7 separate regions of the Mus musculus genome follow, and all the other regions are linked to region 4. Evidence: chromatin contacts called from public HiChIP or PLAC-seq, capture Hi-C and promoter capture Hi-C data. All regions are on one chromosome and are shown on one strand. Each heading gives the region's core, a stretch centred on a gene start, on an enhancer-like site or on the middle of the called end of the contact. The rest is flanking DNA. Distances are from core to core; before and after follow the strand shown.

Region 1 (2,700 bases), core at 155-2,654, 410 kb before region 4:
GAATGACAAACGTGAATACAGATTTTGGGAGGAAAAGGGGCTATGGGAGAAAGCAGCGTTTGAATCGATGGTATTGGAGGTGAAACCCTTTTAGGTGACACTGAAATGTTAAGTGTGACTCTGGCAGTAGGGAACCAGTGCAGCATGGAGCAAGGGGCACTAGGAATGAGGCCAGTGGAAGTGTAACCACAACTGGAGAGGCCAGAAGGGTCCCTGGTGAAAAAGAACAGTCAGACTGGGATGCAGCCCAGCGGCCAAGAGCTTGCTTCAACTCAGTACCATAAACAAAACCAAAAAGCTCAACTACTGCTCAAATTGGAAAATAGAGTCCACTGATGGTTCTTGAGAGTGAAGAGCAAGATAAGAAAGCATCAGGCCCCGAGGAGTTTAAGGGAAGAGATACTACTCACATCTCTCTCTGCCCATCGGGTACAGACACTAGCCCAAGGACAAGGATGGACTAGGCAGGGGCCAGATCTTGGCATGATGCACTGAAGCCTCAAACTCTTCGGTGGAAACTGAGTGGACTGGGGCTGTCCCTGCTCTGTGCTGCCCATCCTGGGAGCAGTTTTGCATTAACGAGGGGAAGAGACCTCAGATCATGAGTTTTGATCATAATGTGACCTAAAGCAGGCTGGGAGCAAGGAAGGGAGGAAAGGAGAAAGGCTCGGATCCTGGAGAGGCAAGGCAAGAGTGGACTGGCTGCTGGGGCGGAGAGGTCTCCCTATGTCTCCCCTCACTTCTCTACTGTCCTGTGTTCCAAACCTCTCCTGACCCAAGTGCCACAGTATCTTTCCAAACACGTTGGAAACACATCTACCCAGAGACCTACCTACTGCCACACTCACCAAGGCCAAGTGACCCCAGAACCAGCTCGGTTTAGGGGGCTGAGGGAAGCAACGAAGGCGACTGCAGTTGTCATAGAAGGCATAGATCCAGGCCAGAATTCGGGCTAGAATCCAAGATGCCCCTCCCAGCAGCAGTAGATGCCACGGAGAGGCAGTCAGGGACCCCATTCCCAGCCAGGACAGACATAGCTGTAGCATCCTGCAGGGCAAATAGGCAGAAGGTGAAATTCTGAGGCTCCGGAGAAGGGTGGGGACAGGCCCGTTTACTAGATAGGAATATAGCTAGCGATATAGACTGGGAGGACTTGGGGGCAGCGCAGGAAGAAGAATGAACATTGAGAGAGAAGAGGAAGAACACAACAGGCAGGACTGTTAGCATTCTAGAGGGCCTCAGCCTGAAGAATAAACTACGGGCGCAATTTCCAGGAGACCAAAAGTCTCCAAGGTCAGCTCCCTACAGCCATTCCAGCTGTGGGCAGAGCTCTCCCTGTTCTGAGCCAGAACTCGCCTTGTTGCCTTCCACCCCGGCACCTTCTCTCACGAGCAGCGAATCTTCCACAACTTCCTGTCTTCTCTGAAAACATTTTGTCCCGGAAGCTGTATGGGAAGTTCAGCTGGGCTGAACCAACCAATCCCTCCAACCCTCAGCCCAACCTCCAAGCCTGGGCAGGCAGCCAAGGCCAGTGGGGGCGGGTCCAACCTTAAAGGGATGGAACTAGACTGAGAGTCATAGGCTTAGGTGGGGCATCCTCAGCGTTTAACCTTTCTGCCTGAACCAGAGACAAAGGAGTTACAAAGGAGATTCCAAGTTTAGGAGTGCACCTGCCCTCCAAGGGCTAAGGGGTGGCAGATAAATCTCTCTAGCTCCTCTGCATAGTTGTCTGGGTAACAGCATGCAGAACTGTGAGGCTCTGAAATGCATTTCCTCTCCTCTCCCCACGCCCAACAGCTGCACAGCCTGGCAGAGATCGATTTCTTCCTTCTTGAACCCTAGGTTCTAGGTGGACCAATAATTGCAACCCTGCTGGAACCCACTGGGTCAGAGAGTGTAGGTTAAGCTCATGTGAGGCTGAAGCTCAGAGATCTGAGGGAACAGCTAAAAGGGGCCGTGAGCAGAGGGGACACAGGCTGAAGGTCAGATCTGGGCGTGGGCTGATGTCATAGATATGCGTTAAATATTGGGGGTCAGGAAACTTCTATTTTATTTTATTTTGCTGGTCATGTTTTGTTCTATCCTAGGTGGCTGGACTATCCAGCCTCTGTCTCCTGACCCTCCAGCAGTGCCAGGCATGGGTTTCCTCTCATGGTGTGGATCTGAAGTTGGACCAGTAATAAATTGGCAACTTCCCCGAGTTCCTTCTGTGCCACCTAGCCCAACACATCTTGCAGGTAAGACAAATTGTGGACTGAGGGTTTTGTGGCTGGCTTGGTATCCTAAGCAATGAACTGGAAGCCTTGCCCGGTTATTGAAAATGGGCTGGTTCAGGCTAGGAGTTTTATGCTAGGAGTTTTCAGTAGGGTTGGCCTCCTGGAAGTTTCCATTGTACTAGGTTTCTACCTCACCCCCAAAGTGCCTCCCATTCTAGTCATTTCTCCTCACCCCAAAAATGCCCTACCCCCATCTCCCAGTTCTCCCAGTATTTTCTCCCACCCCCACCTATTCCTTCCTGTTCTATCTGTCCCAGTCCACCCTTGGAATCTATTTTATTTCTCCTTCCCAGAGAGACCCATCTGTACCACTTTGAGCCATCTTTAGCATCTCTGGGTGTGGACTGTAGCGCAGTTATCCTTTGCAGCTAATATCCTCTTAGAAGTGAGTATGTACCATGTTGGCCTTTCTGGGAAAGAGATA
Region 2 (2,799 bases), core at 36-2,535, 390 kb before region 4:
TCTAGATATACACGAAGAGAGTAAATGTCACCATGTAACTAAGATTCCTGCACACATATTTATTGCAGCATTGAGCATCCAAGTGATGGAGTCACCCAAGGAGCCTAGCAGTGGAGGAACAAATGGATAGAATATATGTGGTATTTATGAAAGTGAAGTATTATTCATCCACAAAAGAATGTTGTTTGCAAAAAAAAAAAAAAAAAAAAAAACACGGAACTGGAGATCATCATGTTAGGGAAATGAGCCAGGCTCAAATCAACAGATATTACATGTTTGCTTTTATATGATGAGCCTAAGTAGGCAAAATGAAAGTAGAAGGATGTTTATTAAGGCAGAGGGATTTTTAAAAAGCCAATCAGAGTGAACATAATCAAAGTTATTTCACAGAGGAATTTAAACAGAAATCAGTTTTGGTTTGCTATCATGGCTTTTCCCAGCTTACTCTGATTGAAGAGCAAAGGATTTATTCAAAAGTGACGTTATGACACTATTTGTATGTCGGAAAAAAAAAATACCAGGAAGAGCCCGCTGAGCCCAAGAGGCTGTGAATGGGGCTGGAGAGTTGGTGGATAAGGGCGCATGATAAACACCTAGGACTGGAGTTCAGATTCCAGCACTCACGTTAGAGATCCCCTGCACATTTCTGAATCACTATCTATGAGGACGGCTCAAATAAGAGGATCGCTGTGGCTAGCTGGCTTCCATTATTAGCCAAGGAAACCCGAGCCCCAGGTAAAGTGATGAGTGAAACAAACAAACAAACAAACAAACAAACCCTGCCTCAATGGAAAAGCGAGTGGACTTCTGCCGTCTTCCGGCCTCAGTGAGCACTCGCGCACACACGGATTCATCCACGTAGACACATAAAACTAACAAATCTTTCAGAAGCCCTGGACCTGTGTGTGGTGTAGACGGGAGAATTCTGACTATATAGCTCTGGCTGACTCGAAACTCAATAACGTAGACAAAGCTAGCGTGGAACTGGTATTAAAAAGTGCACCACCACTCCCGGGCTGGAAGGTGTTCTGAAATGTGATAACCCTCCAGGATGAAATCACATTTATTTCGGAGAAAAGGTATGAGCTTGGACAGGGCAGTTGTTGCAATCTGTACTTACAGACCCATTTCGGTGGTAAGCGTTGCTGAACCTGATAACTCAGTTCTAAGGAGTTGGGTCCGGAATAATTCACGAACCAGGGTGACTGTTACTCCCCTGAGCTATCCAATAAGAAGCACGGATAGTGGAGGGTGGCTCCCTTGCCGCCATATTTGAGTTCCGGGTAGCTGGAGGGAGGAGAGTTGTGCTTGAGCTTCCCGGTGCCTGTTCTGCCGACTGCCGCTCAGTAGGAAGAACGCCTGGATGCATCAGAAGCAGGAAATGGTGAGTGTGCCCTGGACTCTTGGAAGGTGGGCGGAGGGTTCTGACACTGCCACGGCTTTGCTGTAAGGTGGCGCCGGCTCCCCGACGTGTGCAGCAATTTGAGATGGACTTTGGGAGTGCCGTCAACCCGGGTGCACTTGAGTTGTATGCTCTGTTAGCGGAGTCCCGTCCTGTCCCTTCCCTGTGAAGCTGCTTCGTCCCTAGTTTCTAGTCCTCCCATGACGAGCCTGCGCCGCGAACCCGAGCCTCCGCTGACATTGCAGCTGCCAAGTTGGTGACGCCGCGTCCAGACTGCGGTGAAGGCACGTGGGTGGTGTGCACTGTTTTGCACTTTTTCATTTCCTTGTTCCCTGCTTTAGTTTTACACTGTGGTCATCCTGAAGAGAGGCTCGTGCTCGTGTGTTCTCTCTCTCTCTCTCTCTCTCTCTCTCTCTCTCTCTCTCTCTCTCTCTCTCTCGGCTTCTTTTTTAAAGTACTAGGGATGGAACCTCAGGTCTCATGCTAAGCGAACGCTTTACCATAGACCTGTAGACCTGTATCTCCATCCCTCATCCTGAGTTCACAGCTGGATTTGTTAGCTGTGATAGGCAAAATTCCCTATTTGTATGTACTGATTAATTAAGCTGATCATTTCTGAAGTAAAGGTTAGATTTTGGAGACCTTTTCCAAAGGAAAGTCTCGATAGCAGTGAAAAAGCCCAGGGCAGGGAGGGATTGTGTTGTTCTGTCCGTTTATACGGGATTTCACTGGGTACCATTGGCTGGTCTGGAAAGAGTTATGTAGACCAAACTAGTCTGGAACTCTAGATCCTCCACAGTGCTACGTGTGTTTCTGCTCATATGGGAGGGTATTCTGGGACTTGGAAGCCCAGGAGCCATACATACAGCTCTGAAGGGAAAAGGTGTCCCAATGAGGACATCCTCAAACACGGGAGCCCAGGAACCACACAGCTCTGAGAGGAAGCCTCCTCAGCAGTTCCCAGAGGAGGGTATCCCCAGCTGAGCTGAGGAGTTTAGGAGCTTACAGGCTTCAGCTGCCCTTTCTCTTCTCTTCTTTGCTTCTTTTCTTCTTAGCTTCTTCTGATGAGAGCCACTCCAGGCAGTAGATCTTATAAAGGAGACTTATTGGAGAGAAAAATGGAGAGGGATGGCTGCCCTCTGCTCCCAGAGCTGACTGACATGGGAGAATTGGACAAAGGGCAGGACTTGGATAGGATTTCTTAGAGAGTGGACAGAAATTTCCAGATTGAGGTGTGGTGTGAGTTCAAGTCCTGAGCTTGGGATTTCCTGTTAAGGGATTGGTGGGTTTTTTTCACCCTTTCCCCTGCATTGGGCCCATGGGTTAAGATGGGAAGTCCTTCCTGGCTTCAGGTTGCCTGGGCTGATGGGCCATCCTTGTGGAGCTGCTCCAGGAGG
Region 3 (2,887 bases), core at 167-2,666, 470 kb before region 4:
CACCAAGAGACATTAACTGTGTCAATAAGTAGCAACACTCATACCAGATCATACCAGAAACACCAGACACAGGGGCTTTTGGTCCACAACAGATGGAACCCTCTTACCTGAGACTAAAACCAGAGAGTGGCAGGGTCAGCTGTCAAAAGCCAGCAAAATTGTCAACTCCTGGATCACCATGTCCCTCACCACAGCAGTTTCTTCGTGGCAAAATATTCAGCCCACCTGAAAGTCACCATCCAATAGCCTGTCCTCCCAAGAGGCATTTGGCATCTACGTACCTGCACTGCCAAGCCTTAGCTGGTCCCCTGGAGACTCCCCCCTCACCTACCTCAGCTCTCTACCTGTGTCTTCAGGACAGACGGATTCTGCAGGCTCTTTAACTATTTCCTAGCCATTTGTAACCTGTGTTGTCTCTGGTTGTGTGAAATGTCCCCGTGTGATCTGCTGGTTGATGTTAGGGATTCAAACTGGAATCACTAGGTGTGGAAGTGCACATCTTTCATCCCAGCACTGGAGAGCAGAACTAGGCAGATCTGTGAGTCCAGGACCAGTACCAGCCTCAAGGGTTGTATGTTAGATATCTTGCATATCAGATGTTTACATTACGGTTCATAACGGTAGCAGAATTGCAGTTATAAAGGAGCAACAAAGGTAATTTTATGGATGGGATCACAAAATGAACATTAGGAAGGTTGAGAGTCACTGCACTATGGGCATTTATTCCAGAAAGGATGGGGCCACTCGCTGCTCCAATATGTCTAACCCCCCTCCCCCGCACACACACACCCCGGCACCCCCCACCCCATCTCTCTCTCTCAACACTGAGAATCACAAAGTCCTCTGGGTAGCTGCGCCCTGAGACACTGCATAGGGTGTGTCGAGATTTTCAGGGGAGGACGAAGCAGTTATAGGACTCGTGTCCTAACCTTCATCATCCACGCAGCTCCACCTTCATCCCCCGTAGAAGAGTCCCAATCCAACTCCCAGAGTTGGCTCCTCAGGATCCTCCCGAGACCTTGGTGGAGAAGCCCAGCTGACCCCAGACGCTGCAGCGCTGAGCGCTCAGAGAGGAAGAGACCACCGCTCTGTCTGATGGACCAGCTCCACCCAGCGGAATCGGAGCGGCAAGACCCAGCGGAGCCAGATGAGACTCCGCTGCAGACTCAGCTGTCTTGCAAGACCTGCTCCCATTGCGGTCTCCGTCTGCTGCCGCAGCATCCTGCCCACATCTAAGTCACAGGCCGAACGTACCATTTCCAGCCCCGGAGTGTCCTGGTGTGCTCCTGCGGCTCCTGCTGTCAGTGAAGGCGACTCTGATATCTAGGCCTGGCATCTAGGACATACTTCCAAATAACACAAACATGCCTAATTTGGGGGGCTGGGGAGGGGGTTTAAGGAAACAGACCTCGGTCAGACAAAGCCCCTCATGCAAGAAGCGTACTTCTCATTGGACACTTCAGACACTAAAGTAATAACCTTTACCCTGATAGGCCAGCGAGCCTAACCTTTCTCCGGATAGGCCAGCGAGCCCTTGGCTCAGGTCCTGGAGCGCTAGTGACAGGGCATACAAGTTTTATTAGGCAAATTAGCAAGCAGATTTCACTCTAGACCCCTGCGTTCTAGCCCTGTCTGGGTGACTGTGTGCATGCAAGCGAAGTTTGTTCTCTTGCTTGTAACAATTCACAGTGAGCCGTTCCTAATTCTTCCTCCTAAGAATGGGGTCAGAGCAAGAGAATTCCAGACTCTGGTCACGGAGACAACTCTTAAGAGCTGCTTTGAGTAGGATTAGGAGGAAGGGCCTTATTAAAGGAAACCTCTCAGCCCGCTCTCATCTTCCCACATCCCACCGCTATACCGCCAGTCTGTACAAGACTTTGCGAACTATTCCACCAATAAAATTCACAAAAATAACCAGGTGGTGGTGGCGCATGCCTTTAATCCCAGCACTTGGGAGGCAGAGGCAGAGGCAGGCAGATTTCTGAGTTCGACGCCAGCCTGGTCTACAGAGTGAGTTCCAGGACAGCCAGGGCTATACAGAGAAACCCTGTCTCGAACAAACAAACAAATTGACAAAAATAGGCAACCTGACTTGTCTCTCACCCTGCAGTTTCAAAAAAAAAAAAACAAAACAAAACAAAAACAAAAACAAAAAGCAAAAAACCAAACAAAACAAAAACAAAAAATGTTTACCCAGAAAACCAGTTTCTGGGCCTGTTGAAATCAGTGCCCTCCTGCCCTGCTCTCTACTGCAAAAACGGATTTTCAGAGCCTTTGTGATGTGTTCAGGTTTGGAGGCCTTATTTTCTCAGACCAATAAACATCTGCTCTTGCTGTGTGTTAGGGTTTGTATTAATTAGGGTTTTATTGCTGTGAAGAGACACCATGTCCAAGGCAACTCTTATAAAGGCAAACATTTAATTGGGACTGGCTTACAGTTTCAGAGGTTCGGTCCATTATCATCATGGTGGAAAGCATGGCAGCCTCCAGACAGATATGGTACTGTAAGTGTTGGGAGTCCTACATCTTAATCAGAAGGCATCCAGGAGGAGACTGTCTTCTCCAGGCAGCCAGGAAGGGACTCTCTTCTGCACAGGGCAGAGCTTGAACACTAGGAGCCTCAAAGTCCACTGCAACAATGACATACTTCCTCTAACAAGGCCACAAGTCTTAAAAGTGCCACTCCCTGGGCCTTGCCAAGCAATTCAAACCACCACATGGTTCTTTAGCATAACAGAACACACACACACACACACACACACACACACACACACACACACACACACAGCGGGAGAGAGATGTATAAAATAATTTACAGGCTGTGGTCTAACTAGTCCAACAATGACTGACTTTGAACAGAAAGTCCAAGAACCCAGTAGTTGCTCAG
Region 4 (2,700 bases), core at 70-2,569:
CAAAATGTCAGACTTAAGAGCAAAAGACAGCAAGAAGTAAAAAATAAGTTGAAAAATTATTGAAATTGACTCAAAGAATACACACAGTCAATGTCAATCTCAGAAATGGTTCTTTTAAAAAACAGTAAAATAGGCAAAACTGTAGTCAAGCTAACAAAAAAGAGGGAAGAGACAAATTAATAAAGTCATAAATTAGGGGAGGTTGCAAGAGACTAAAAAAAAAAAAGACAGGAAAAAAGAAAAGCAGTGGACCATTTGGTAGTATTTTGAAAAAAATACCCCCCACGAGGAAAAGAAATATATGCAAGAAATGGTTTGATTCTGAGTCGCATACAACAAGCTAAAATTAAATCAAGAGGATATAAACAACTTACGAATATTCATAACGATGAGATAGAAACAGATATAACCCTCTCATCCCTTCTGTTCAAGTCCACAGCCAAAGAATCTACCACGTTTTTGTTTGTTTTTACAATTAAATTATTCATCCCATCTCATGCTTTTTTTTTTACAGCCAGCAATGCTAGAAGAAAAAAAAAATTCCCCCAAATTTCACCTGTGCCTAGACAATTAATTGCCCAATTGGTTGGTGAATCCAAACAATTTTGAAGCAAATTGAAAATCCTCTCTTCCTTGCAAGCCGGAGCATTCCTCCCACTCTCAGCCCAGAGGGAGCAAACAAATCCTCCTGCATTAACGCTAACAGCAAAAACCAGGATGCGGGATAGGTTTACAGTTCATTGGTAAAAGGATTGCCTAGAATGAGCAAAGCCTGAGGTTCGATGCCCACGAAGGAAGGAAGGAAGGAAGGAAGGAAGGAACGAACAGCGTTTATCAAAGCCCCTCACAACAGTCTAAATGCTACAGAGCATCACGCCAACTCGCCAGCGATGCAGTCTGGAGAGGCGCTGTCTCACCCGAGAGCACAGCGGACTAGAAGACACTGCTTCAGAAGGGGGGCGGGGCAGGGCAGGGCCGGACCGACAGGACCAGACCCCAGGCTCCCCGCTGCCTGCTCTGCACGGAATTAAAACGCACGTGGGTGAGAGGGCGCGGGTGACAGACTCCTGCACAGAATCAGGCGAACGTCAGTGCCGCGGCACCACACAGGGACAAAGCCTCCGCGATGTCACCAACGTGCCACGCACGACTCCAGGAACACAGGGCACACTCACCATTTCCTGATTTCACACGCGAGCAGTGTGCTTCCTAAAGGGCCTACAATCAGCAGAAGGGACAGCGACTCAGGCCAAGTCACCACCTGCCTCCCTGGAGCTACACAGGACTCAAACAGGGCGGCAATGGCGGCACCCTCTGACTATCCATGCTCCTCATTGGGCAGTTCATGCAGGAAAGTAACAACGTCCCTGATTGGTGAACGGTACCGACCCGCCTCTTTAACTCTTTTCAGCGCGTTTAAATGGAACTCACCCGGCAAACTGACTACAGAACCTCCCTAACTCTGGCTCCCCCAAACCCCTGGAGTAAACCCGGAGTATATTTGGTGTCATTCTATTTAAAGAGAATATACTTCGGGGTTTTTAGAGCACACATTTAGTTCTTCGTGTGAGTTCCTCGTGCCTTTCCGCTTACTCACACTACTTTTTTTGTGAACATTCAGGACTCAGTGACATTAGGACAAAGCCAATGACACACATCCCTACCTCCAGTTTTAGCGATAGAGGCTTGGCCGGCTTTTTACGTGGGTTCTGGGGATCCAAACGCAGATCCTCATGAAGGATAATCAGGCATTTTACCAACCAACCCATCTCACCAGCGCTTCTTTGGGCTTGTACTATAGGTGGTCATTACGCTGCTTACTGTACAGTGTTTGGGTTTTATAACGTACAGAGAATGCTGAATTCAGAATATATCTTCAACATGAAGAACTTGTGCGGTGGTTAAGATTAGAGATGCATTTCACCAAACTCCTAGAAATAGTGTTTGTGGATTTGGTTTATTTCGGCTAGAACTTCAATGTGGCTGTAGAATACACTGTCCCACTTCTGAATATTAAGATGTGGAGCACTTGTTACTCTTACAGAGGCCCTGGGATTGCTTTCAATCATCCACACGATCGTTTGAAAACATCTTAACTCCAAGAGCTTCATCACCTTTTTAATTCACAGGCACCAGGTTCTCACATGGTGCACATACATACATTCATACACATATAAAAATAATCTTAAAATTTTAAAAGAAGTATATATGAAACCAGATATAGGAGAAAGAGTCATTATAACTTTTAAGAGAGAATGTAAATTAATACAGACACAAAAATAAAGTATGAAGATTTCTAAGAACAAACAAACAAAAACAACTTAAAATTGTTTAGCATGGTGGTACAGACCTTTAATTACAGGACTTTGGAGGCAAGAAGTTAAAGGTCATTGTGAAGAAAAGGAAGAGGAAGAGGAGGAGGAGGAAGAGGAAGAGGAGGAGGAGGAGAGAGAAAGAAGGAAGGAAGGAAGGAAGGAAGGAAGGAAGGAAGGAAGGAAGGAAGGAAGGAAAGAGAGTTCCAGGACAGCCAGGGACACACAGAAACCATTCTGAAAACAAACAAACAAACAAACAAAACCTCAAAACTAAAGGTCACAAACTAAAACCAGCACCCTTTGCTAGGAAAGAGAAAGGAAAGAATTTTACTATACATAAGAAATGAATGGACATGGACTGGAGAGATGGCTCAGAAGTTAAGAG
Region 5 (2,700 bases), core at 141-2,640, 370 kb before region 4:
AAAAAAAAAGAAGTTGCCTGTTAAGGAAACTAAGGTACACACGCCATAAATCTATACACTGATTGCCTGTCATGACCTAACTGATTACATGCAGCTTGCCCACCCCTTTGCACCCTTATCATTTTGAGTTACAGGCCAAATGTCCAGGATTTCAAGGACATTGAAACTGGGTGGCCCCAGATAAGGCCCAGTCGCCAATGTGCATCACCTTCCTGACTGACTGCTCCCAGTCAGGGGCAGAGCCACAATGGAAACTCCTTTGTTCAACCCATTGTGTCAAAATATGAGTGGACGGGCTGGAGAGATGGCTCAGCGGTTAAGAGCACTGACTGCTCTTCTGAAGATCCTGAGTTCAATTCCCAGCAACCGCATGGTGGCTCACAACCATCCGTAAGGAGATCTGGCGCCCTCTTCTGGAATGTCTGAAGACAGCTACAATGTACTTACATGTAATAAATAAATCTTTAAAAAAAAATATGAGTGGACAATGCTACAGCCCACCCGGCTTCCCCCTGAACTTGTGGTTTCATCCTTTAATATGCTATACTATTTCCCTTCAGGTATGCAGTAGAGATCCCGAGCTGGCTACCTCTCTGTGTACTCAGAGAATAAAACTTTCATTTTAAGCTGCTGTCTTTGAAATCAATTTTCTTGGCTTCTCCCCGAACCTAACAGATCCACTGTGAAGCTCTTGGTCCAAAATCAGTGTTGATCTGGGAGGCTGAGACCATTTTACATTCCTGAATATAGAGGATTTCCTTGGGCAAAGAAACCTTTTTGGCTGACGTCCAAAGGCTGCTTTTCAGACCTGTTGAATCCTTTGTAGAAAACTTCGGGTGTGCAATTCCATTTTTCTCCAGACAATTTATAGTTGAATTCATTGTTGATATGTTTTAATTTTCTTGGCAGAAAACGGGTATATTGAAACACAAGGTTTGCGAAAGCTTTAGCTTAACCTCCCCAAATCTTGAGCTTGCATGTCAGGTCCTCTTTTTTTCCCTATGCCCCCAGATTGACATAGGGACTCTTCCTAAGGAAAAGTCTTGGGTTTTCTCCTTGGGGTACTGACACTAGAGGCTCCACTGTAAAGCTGTAGCATTAGTTCTTTAGGGGATAGGGTGTGTAGTTGGAAAACGCATGCACTAAGAATCCTGCTGAATGTTTCCTTAAATGCCACAAAACTTCAGGTTGCGCCAGGTTTGTTCTAGTGAAGAGCAAGCTAAAAGGGTCATGAGTGACAACTGTGATTTTAGCTGCAGCGGTACTCAGAAAGGCTGATTTCTTTTTAATTAAGCTCGTAGGAGGCAGGGGGAGTTATTCACCAATCAACGGCGCTGTTATTCCCCTGTCCAATAAGAAGCGCAGATAATCGAAGGGTTCCTCACTTGCTACCATCTTGAAGCCGGTGCAGCTGCGGGAAGAGTCGTGTCAACTCTTCTTCGGTTACTGTCACTTCTTCTAATTTCAGGCTCCTTGGAGAGGACACAGTATGCATCAAAAGCAGAGAATGGTGAGTGTGTCACGGGCTCCTGGCTTCGAGGATGGCAGATCTGTGACACTGCCAGGAGACCAGGGTCCAGTTCTGTCCCTTCACTACGAAACGGGTTTCATGCCAGTCCTTTCAGTGTGGGTCCATGCCTCGAACTTACACCTCTGCAGAATTTGCAGCGCTGGTAGATTGGTGATGCTGAACGCAAACTGCGTTTTGAACGACAGAGGGTGTGTGAGCGCTGTTGCGGGTCTTTCTGCCCTTGCACTTTCGTTTGCCCTGCTGTAGTTTTCCTCCGTGATCACGGTGTGTTTTTCTTTCGTTTTCTTTATTTTTTTCAGCTGTTGGGGGTCCCCCCAAAACAAAACACAAGCAGGCACAAGAGTCCAGCAAAGCAAGATCTTTATTTTAATTAAGCAGAAAAACCTGACCGGTCAGGGACAATAGCATAGACCCCGTCCCGGAAGGAAAATTGCACAGCATATTTCGGATGAGACCTCAGAGCAAAGGGGAGTGGAGTGAGTGGGCTGTAGCGTTGTCCAGCCGTATTTTGACATAAGGGGTTGGGCAAGGGAGTCGCCAATGTGATTTTGATGACTCCTGCGGCTTGTCACAGGAAAGGGGTAAAGGAATCATTGGTGATGAAGCCTCCCCTGGGCCACCTGGTTTCAAGGCTTTTTTCTCAGAATCTTGGTGGTCAGGCCTCATCCTGGACATTTGGTGAGTAACTCAAAATGATGAGGGGCAAAGGAGCTGGTTCCTGGGCCTGGGAACACGGACTCAGTTTGTTTCTGTCAGCAGGATAGTGAAGCTGTCCTTGAGATGCGTGGATTCAGACAACTGTCTCCTTACAGTAGGGCCAGTTGAACCCGAGGCTTTATTTATGTTAGGCAAAGGCTCCTTGTTGTGTAGAGGGCATTTTTCTCCATTGGAAATCTATTTCAACCTCGCTTTTGAGCTCTCTTTTGAATAATAATGCTGGTCAAAATAGTTAAAAGTGGAAATATGGAAAAATGGGGGGAAAGCCTGAGGGAAGGGATTCATGTAGCTGTAATTTGGTTTTCCTTGGTGGGTTTCTCCGAACAGAAAGAATTAGGAGAGTTCGTCAATTAGTCTTTAATTGGAATACAGTTCTTGGAAGAAATATTAAATCTTTGGTGTTTTTGCCTTCAACTACTTGTTCTATGTAGATAGTAATCTCTGACCATCAA
Region 6 (2,700 bases), core at 91-2,590, 330 kb before region 4:
AATTAGCTAAAATTACCTAGTACCTGCTAACGTTCCCATCAATTTGAGCATGAATACAATACAGAGAGAATTTTAAAAAGTAGTCATTTTCTTTGTATTATTTAATACTTTTTATGCATAGCAGGATATAAAATCAATATACAGTAAGCAATGTCATTTCTCTACTCCAATAAAGACTAGAGTGGAAGGGAAAATCAGAAACAAAATACCATTCATGGTAACGGGAAAAGAATTAGAAATAAAGCCCAGTAAAAGGGTAAAAAGACTTCAGCGATGACAACTTCAAATAGTAAAGAAATAGAATACTCAAGTCCACGAAGTGGCAGAAATAATACTGTTCAAATGAATATTCTACTGAAAATACCAACTCCCCCACACCCCTAAAAGAATGTCATCTGGTAAATACTGATCAAATACTCTTAGTCACAATTTCTTCTATTTGGAGAACCGGCCTCCAGCACACAAGCAAACGATGTAGATTGGCAAGCACCTGATCTACTTTACAGGGCTCACAAAAACGAAGTCTAGGAAAGCTTTTTAAAAACCCGAATTTTGGCTTCAGAAATGGTCAGGGGGAAAAAACCCATCATTGTACTTCTCTACTTTCTCTAAGATTGAAAAATTTGGCCTACTCACAGACGGCACAATTAAATACTCTTTAATCTCATCTTTAAAGGGCAGCGCGCGCGCGCACACACACACACACACACACACACACACACACACACACACACACACACACACACAGAGAGAGAGAGAGAGAGAGAGAGAGAGAGAGAGAGAGAGAGAGAGAGAGAGAGAGAGATTAATAAGTTCTCCCGGCCTAGTGTTCAACTGCAGTACTGTGAAGAATATAATTTACAAAGGCGATGAGAGAAAAGAATCGAAAGCAGCAGAGATATGCCTATAAGGCATACGAGCAACTGCTCACACCACCCAAGTCCCCTTACACCACAGTCTGGACTCCGCGTCACCAACCTGCAGTGCTGCAGTGTCTGCGGAGGCGCAGGTTCCAGGTGAGGACTAACCCCATGAAGATAGGGGCCTGGAACGAAGTAGCTTCCCTAGGACAGAACAGAGCGGGCTCCGGTGCCCGGTCGCCTGCTCTGCGCACAATTCCAGTGTCCCGCTCCAAGGCACACTAGGCTGCACAGCACCAAGGGAACGGCAGGCAACAGCGCCACAGACTGCAGTGTCACAAAGCTTTCACTTACGACTCCAGGAGCCCAAGGCATACTCACCATTTCCTCTTTCATATGCATCCAGGTGTTCTTCCTAATAGGCCTAAATACAGGAGATATAGTCCAGCCCCAACACCACCACAGACCTTCTCAACAACACAGGACTCAAACATGGCGGCAAGGGCGGGACCTTCCGAATGTACCGGTTCGTCATTGGACAGTTCATGAATAGCAGTAACAGCATCCCTGATTGAGGAAAGATAGTGACAGCCTTGAGCTTAAATGCCTTAATTAATAACATTCCTCTTTCCCAGTGCAGTTAGAATAGCGGATTCTTTTGTACGCCAGTTTTTTTGTTTGTTTGTTTGTTTGTTTTCCTTTTGTTTTTTAAGTGGACTAAGCCGGTTCCGACCTGTTTTATAACTTTGCCTTTAAGGGGAACAGGCTACTTTATGCACTTTGTTCTTGTGAACTCTGGGGCCCTCTACTGCTTTGATTACAGTGTCCAAGTTTGCCCTGCACATTTTTGATTCAAGTTCTTAATGGGAAGACCCACAGAATCAAAGATCTGTCCAGAGACAGGAACCAGGAGATCCTACTATGCAAACTCATGACTTTGGAATGAGGTAAAAGTGTTGTAAAGCTCTCTCACACGTTATGTTTCAATTTATTGATTTTGTTTGCTTGTTTTTATTGTTGTTTTGAGGCAGAATCTCTGCTATGTAGCTGTGGCTGTCTAAGTACTCACCATATACACCAGGCTTGTCGCGGATTTACAGTAATCCAACTGCCTTTGCTTCCAGAATGCTGGAATTTAAAGGTGTGGGCCACTATGCACTGCTACTCAACCAATCCATTTTTTTAATCAATAAAATTAGAGCAACAACCAATGAATACAATTATTGAATTACAGAAACACGAAGTTACATAGCAGTAATATTCAACATAGAATTCAAGACATATATAGAGTAACTCTTCAATTCAGACAAAAAATTTCCTTGGCTCAAAATCCAGAGGGATGTCTACATCTACAAATATACACATACATCACAACCGTCAACATCACAGTGACAAACAGCCCTTCTGTAGTGCTGAGGTAGAGACAACTAGGAAGTCTGGGAACTCACAGAGGATGCCTTCTATTGCTTCCTGTGGTGGTGGTGGTGGTGGTGGCAACCTCTTTCAACACCTTCATTTAGGTGCTTCTCAGCCATTCGGTATTCCTCAGGTGAGAATTCTTTGTTTAGCTCTGTACCTCAATTTTTAATAGAGTTATTTGATTTTCTGGAGTCCAACTTCTTGAGCTCTTTACATATATTGGACATTAGCCCCCTATCAGATTTAGGATTGGTAAAGATCTTTTCCCATTCTGTTGGTTACCTTTTTGTCTTATTGACAGTGTCTTTTGCCTTACAGAAGCTTTGCAATTTTATGAGGTCCCCTTCCCCCCACCAGACTCAGAAAATCTGGAGGGGAACTAGAAACCAAGAGAGAAATACCCATCCAACAAAGAAATCCA
Region 7 (2,730 bases), core at 222-2,721, 480 kb after region 4:
GAGGCCATCCATCCACAAGCAGCACCATTTGTGTGAAAGTCTGGACTTCTATGTAGCCTTCTGGTCTACATTCTGGGAAACTTAGCCATTTGAAGGTTAGTGACTTGCCTTCCAGCCTTGTTGGGAGGTAGTGTCATAGATTCTTTTTTTTTTTTTTTTTTTTTTTTTCTTTTTGGTTTTTCGAGACAGGGTTTCTCTGTGTAGCCCTGCTGTCCTGGAACTCACTTTGTAGACCAGGCTGGCCTTGAACTCAGAAATCCACCTGCCTCTGCCTCCCGAGTGCTGGGATTAAAGGCATGCGCCTCCACGCCCGGCCAGTGTCGTGGAATCTTAAGGTAGAGCTATGGAAAACGTAATGTGAAGAATAAAACACTAAGCTGGTACATGACTATATCCCCAATACTTCGGAGGCCAAAGCAAGAGAGAGGATCACTAGTTTCAGGCCAGCTTGGGTTACCTCAGACCAGCAGAAACCACAACATCACTAGCCACATTGGATAAGCTGACTCAATGCATTCAACTGTGGAAGTGGGATGAGAAAACCCAAGGCTGCCAATCTGTATCAATTACAATTAATACAATTGTAGTATCAATCTACCAGGCCCATGTTAGAATAAATGTTTCTCAAGTGTGTGAGAACTAGAAGTTAATGAGGTTGGGATGGGAACCAAGGAGATGGTCAGTCCAGGTTCGAAGCCAGTAACTGTTCACTCATTTGATCATTCCATCATTCCCTCACTATTTTCGCCATTCATCAAAGGAAACCAACATCCTGGTTCGCCTGCAGCTGGCATTCTAGGGGGCAATCAAGACAATAAAGCTAAAATAAGTAAAATCCTTAGGTGGCACAAAGGAGGGACCTGCTGGGGAGTGTTCACAGGGTGTGGCTGCCATATTCATTGGGACCATTGGGCAGTGATATTTGCAGTAGGCTACATGTGAAGTTTAGGTCAAAATTGCTAAGTTCATTTATATCCCTAGAAGGTTTATTTTTATTTTTGGTTTTTTGAGACAGGGTTTCTCTTTGTAGCCCCCGGTGTCCTGGAACTTACTCGGTAGACCAGGCTGGCCTGGAACTCAGAAATCTGCCTGTCTTTGCCTCCCAAGTGCTGGGATTTAAGGCGTACACCACCACTGTTCAGCAGAAGTTTATTATTTCAAGTTAATGTGGTTATTTTCATGGAACTGGGGATTAAACCTAGAGCCTCCTGAATACTACTAGGCAAGTGCTCTACTACTGAACTACTCCCCGAATTCCTGTTTTTTATTCTGAGGTAGGGTCTCCTTTAATAGCCTAGGTTGGCTTTGTTCTTCCTCAGCCTGTAGAATATCTGGGAGTTACAGGCCTAGGTCACCAAACACATTAGGTTTTACTGCTAGGAAGAAGCCAGGAGGAGCCCTAAAATCAAAGTACCCTTGTATTCGGGTACTTACGGTCGCAGGCTTGCTTGCGCCACTCCCCCCTGCCTTTGTGTGCGCGTGCGCGAGAATCAGCGCGTCCTTCTGACTGAGCGGCTGCGGCTGGAGCGGAGCAGTTCGGCTAGCTGTTGGATGGCGCGGGGCGGAGCTGGGCGGGCAGTGGCCCTGGGCCTGGTGCTGCGGCTCCTCTTTGGTCTCAGAACAGGCCTAGAGGCCGCTCCGGCTCCGGCCCATACCCGGGTCCAAGTCTCCGGTGAGTGAACCCCCGTTTCTACACCGCTTTTGATCCCGCCTCCACGCGCTGGCATCGCCTCACTATTGGCTGCGCCGCCCATCGGTCGTTGACACTCCCCCAGCACGCGTGTTTGGCTTTAGCGTGGGTAGAGTGGAGAGAATCGGCCCTCTGTGCGTGCAGAGGGGACCGCCACATGGGTGCCTTCTCCTGTGTTCTGCTCAGCTTCCTCCCTTATTCCTGCGCTGTCCCTAAGTCACCTCCAAGCCGTCCTTCAGCTCAATGTGGGCTGGAAGGCTTTTGTTTCTGATTTTGACCTCTCACCACGCAGGGCTGGTCACCCGGTACCTTCTTGCAGCAGGTATGCCTTCCCGAAACCTTCAGCCCTGAGGCTGCAGTTCTGTGGCTGTTCTTTCAGCACCCAGAGCTTCAGTTTTTCCTTGTATTCCTGCCTCAGAGAATGGAAGGAAGAGCCCTGGAGTGTATTTCCCCTGTGAACCCCAATCTTGGCCAGGAACCTGTCCCGGGCAGGACGAGGAGGCCCGATTGTGACCACTGGCCACTACTGACCATCCACTCTGTATGAGAATAGGTCTTAACTGTTTCAAGGTTTTTTTGGTTTGTTTGTTTTTGTTTCTGTTTTTAGGTTTTTATTATGTTTTGATTTTTTTTTTTTTTTTCCAAACAGGGTCTCACTTTATAGCTCTGGCTGTCTGCAACTTGCTATATAGACTAGGCTGGGCTTGAACTCCTAGAGATCCACCTCCCAAGTACTGGGATTAAAGGCAGGCACTAGTTCCCCTTTTTTTGAGACAGGGACTTACTATATAACACAGGCTGGACTGCTGTTTTCAACTTGTGCCTTAGGCTCCCCAGCACAGGGATTATTAGGTATGGACCATTGTATTTGGCTGTTTATGGATCTGTACCCATAAACTACCCCTCCTCCCACTTTCGGCTGTTTTGTAGCTCCAAGCAGTCTTCTTGTTCCAGCATCCCAGGAGCTGGACTTACTATTGAGCAACATTAAGTCTGGCCTTAGTATTCCTCTTTTACAGATGAGGACATAGACTGGGAGG

Evidence for each region. Promoter capture Hi-C pulls out the DNA fragments that hold promoters and counts their contacts. HiChIP or PLAC-seq counts read pairs in DNA pulled down with a chosen protein or histone mark. Capture Hi-C pulls out chosen DNA fragments and counts their contacts.
Region 1: a promoter capture Hi-C map of neural stem cells shows a contact between it and region 4. The contact joins the promoter of Cyp4f13 here to the promoter of Zfp81 in region 4. A contact is called at or near these places in 8 of 39 promoter capture datasets (the C10 cell line, cranial neural crest, frontonasal cranial neural crest and 4 more).
Region 2: a contact with region 4 is called in an H3K4me3 HiChIP or PLAC-seq map of bone marrow-derived macrophages, with 4 times the contacts expected there. The contact joins the promoter of Zfp472 here to the promoter of Zfp81 in region 4. A contact is called at or near these places in 18 of 39 promoter capture datasets (the 3T3-L1 cell line, 3T3-L1-derived adipocytes, the C10 cell line and 9 more), 3 of 115 datasets of contacts at active chromatin or transcription factors (bone marrow-derived macrophages, cardiomyocytes and embryonic stem cells) and 1 of 9 other capture datasets (embryonic stem cells).
Region 3: a contact with region 4 is called in a FOXA1 HiChIP or PLAC-seq map of pancreatic cancer cells. The contact joins the promoter of Zfp870 here to the promoter of Zfp81 in region 4. A contact is called at or near these places in 7 of 39 promoter capture datasets (the 3T3-L1 cell line, 3T3-L1-derived adipocytes, frontonasal cranial neural crest and 3 more) and 2 of 115 datasets of contacts at active chromatin or transcription factors (bone marrow-derived macrophages and pancreatic cancer cells).
Region 5: an H3K4me3 HiChIP or PLAC-seq map of the 230-238 cell line shows a contact between it and region 4, with 4 times the contacts expected there. The contact joins the promoter of Zfp952 here to the promoter of Zfp81 in region 4. A contact is called at or near these places in 12 of 39 promoter capture datasets (the C10 cell line, the HPC-7 cell line, the SN4741 cell line and 7 more), 4 of 115 datasets of contacts at active chromatin or transcription factors (the 230-238 cell line, embryonic stem cells and trophoblast stem cells) and 4 of 9 other capture datasets (adipose tissue, liver, macrophages and 1 more).
Region 6: a contact with region 4 is called in a capture Hi-C map of macrophages, with 2.9 times the contacts expected there. The contact joins the promoter of Zfp763 here to the promoter of Zfp81 in region 4. A contact is called at or near these places in 18 of 39 promoter capture datasets (the 3T3-L1 cell line, 3T3-L1-derived adipocytes, the C10 cell line and 10 more), 3 of 115 datasets of contacts at active chromatin or transcription factors (astrocytes, bone marrow-derived macrophages and embryonic limb bud) and 3 of 9 other capture datasets (adipose tissue, macrophages and pancreatic islet).
Region 7: an HNF4G HiChIP or PLAC-seq map of pancreatic cancer cells shows a contact between it and region 4. The contact joins the promoter of Cd320 here to the promoter of Zfp81 in region 4. A contact is called at or near these places in 1 of 39 promoter capture datasets (maxillary cranial neural crest) and 2 of 115 datasets of contacts at active chromatin or transcription factors (astrocytes and pancreatic cancer cells).

Annotation. Positions count from the first base shown.
Region 1 is chr17:32,945,957-32,948,656 of GRCm38.p6, forward strand. Cyp4f13 (cytochrome P450, family 4, subfamily f, polypeptide 13) reads right to left here and starts at 1,405. Exons shown (of 13, transcript NM_130882.1): 1 at 1,357-1,405; 2 at 849-1,047. The coding sequence starts at 1,046.
Region 2 is chr17:32,964,546-32,967,344 of GRCm38.p6, forward strand. It overlaps Zfp472 (zinc finger protein 472), which reads left to right and starts at 1,286. Exons shown (of 4, transcript NM_153063.3): 1 at 1,286-1,384. The coding sequence starts at 1,364. It also overlaps the pseudogene Cyp4f41-ps.
Region 3 is chr17:32,890,187-32,893,073 of GRCm38.p6, forward strand. It overlaps Zfp870 (zinc finger protein 870), which reads right to left and starts at 1,417. Exons shown (of 4, transcript NM_207245.2): 1 at 1,255-1,417. The coding sequence starts at 1,257.
Region 4 is chr17:33,357,559-33,360,258 of GRCm38.p6, forward strand. It overlaps Zfp81 (zinc finger protein 81), which reads right to left and starts at 1,320. Exons shown (of 4, transcript NM_207541.1): 1 at 1,176-1,320. The coding sequence starts at 1,178.
Region 5 is chr17:32,991,749-32,994,448 of GRCm38.p6, forward strand. It overlaps Zfp952 (zinc finger protein 952), which reads left to right and starts at 1,391. Exons shown (of 4, transcript NM_001045559.1): 1 at 1,391-1,510. The coding sequence starts at 1,490.
Region 6 is chr17:33,032,041-33,034,740 of GRCm38.p6, forward strand. Zfp763 (zinc finger protein 763) reads right to left here and starts at 1,341. Exons shown (of 4, transcript NM_028543.3): 1 at 1,242-1,341. The coding sequence starts at 1,262.
Region 7 is chr17:33,841,620-33,844,349 of GRCm38.p6, forward strand. It overlaps Cd320 (CD320 antigen), which reads left to right and starts at 1,472. Exons shown (of 5, transcript NM_019421.3): 1 at 1,472-1,672. The coding sequence starts at 1,552.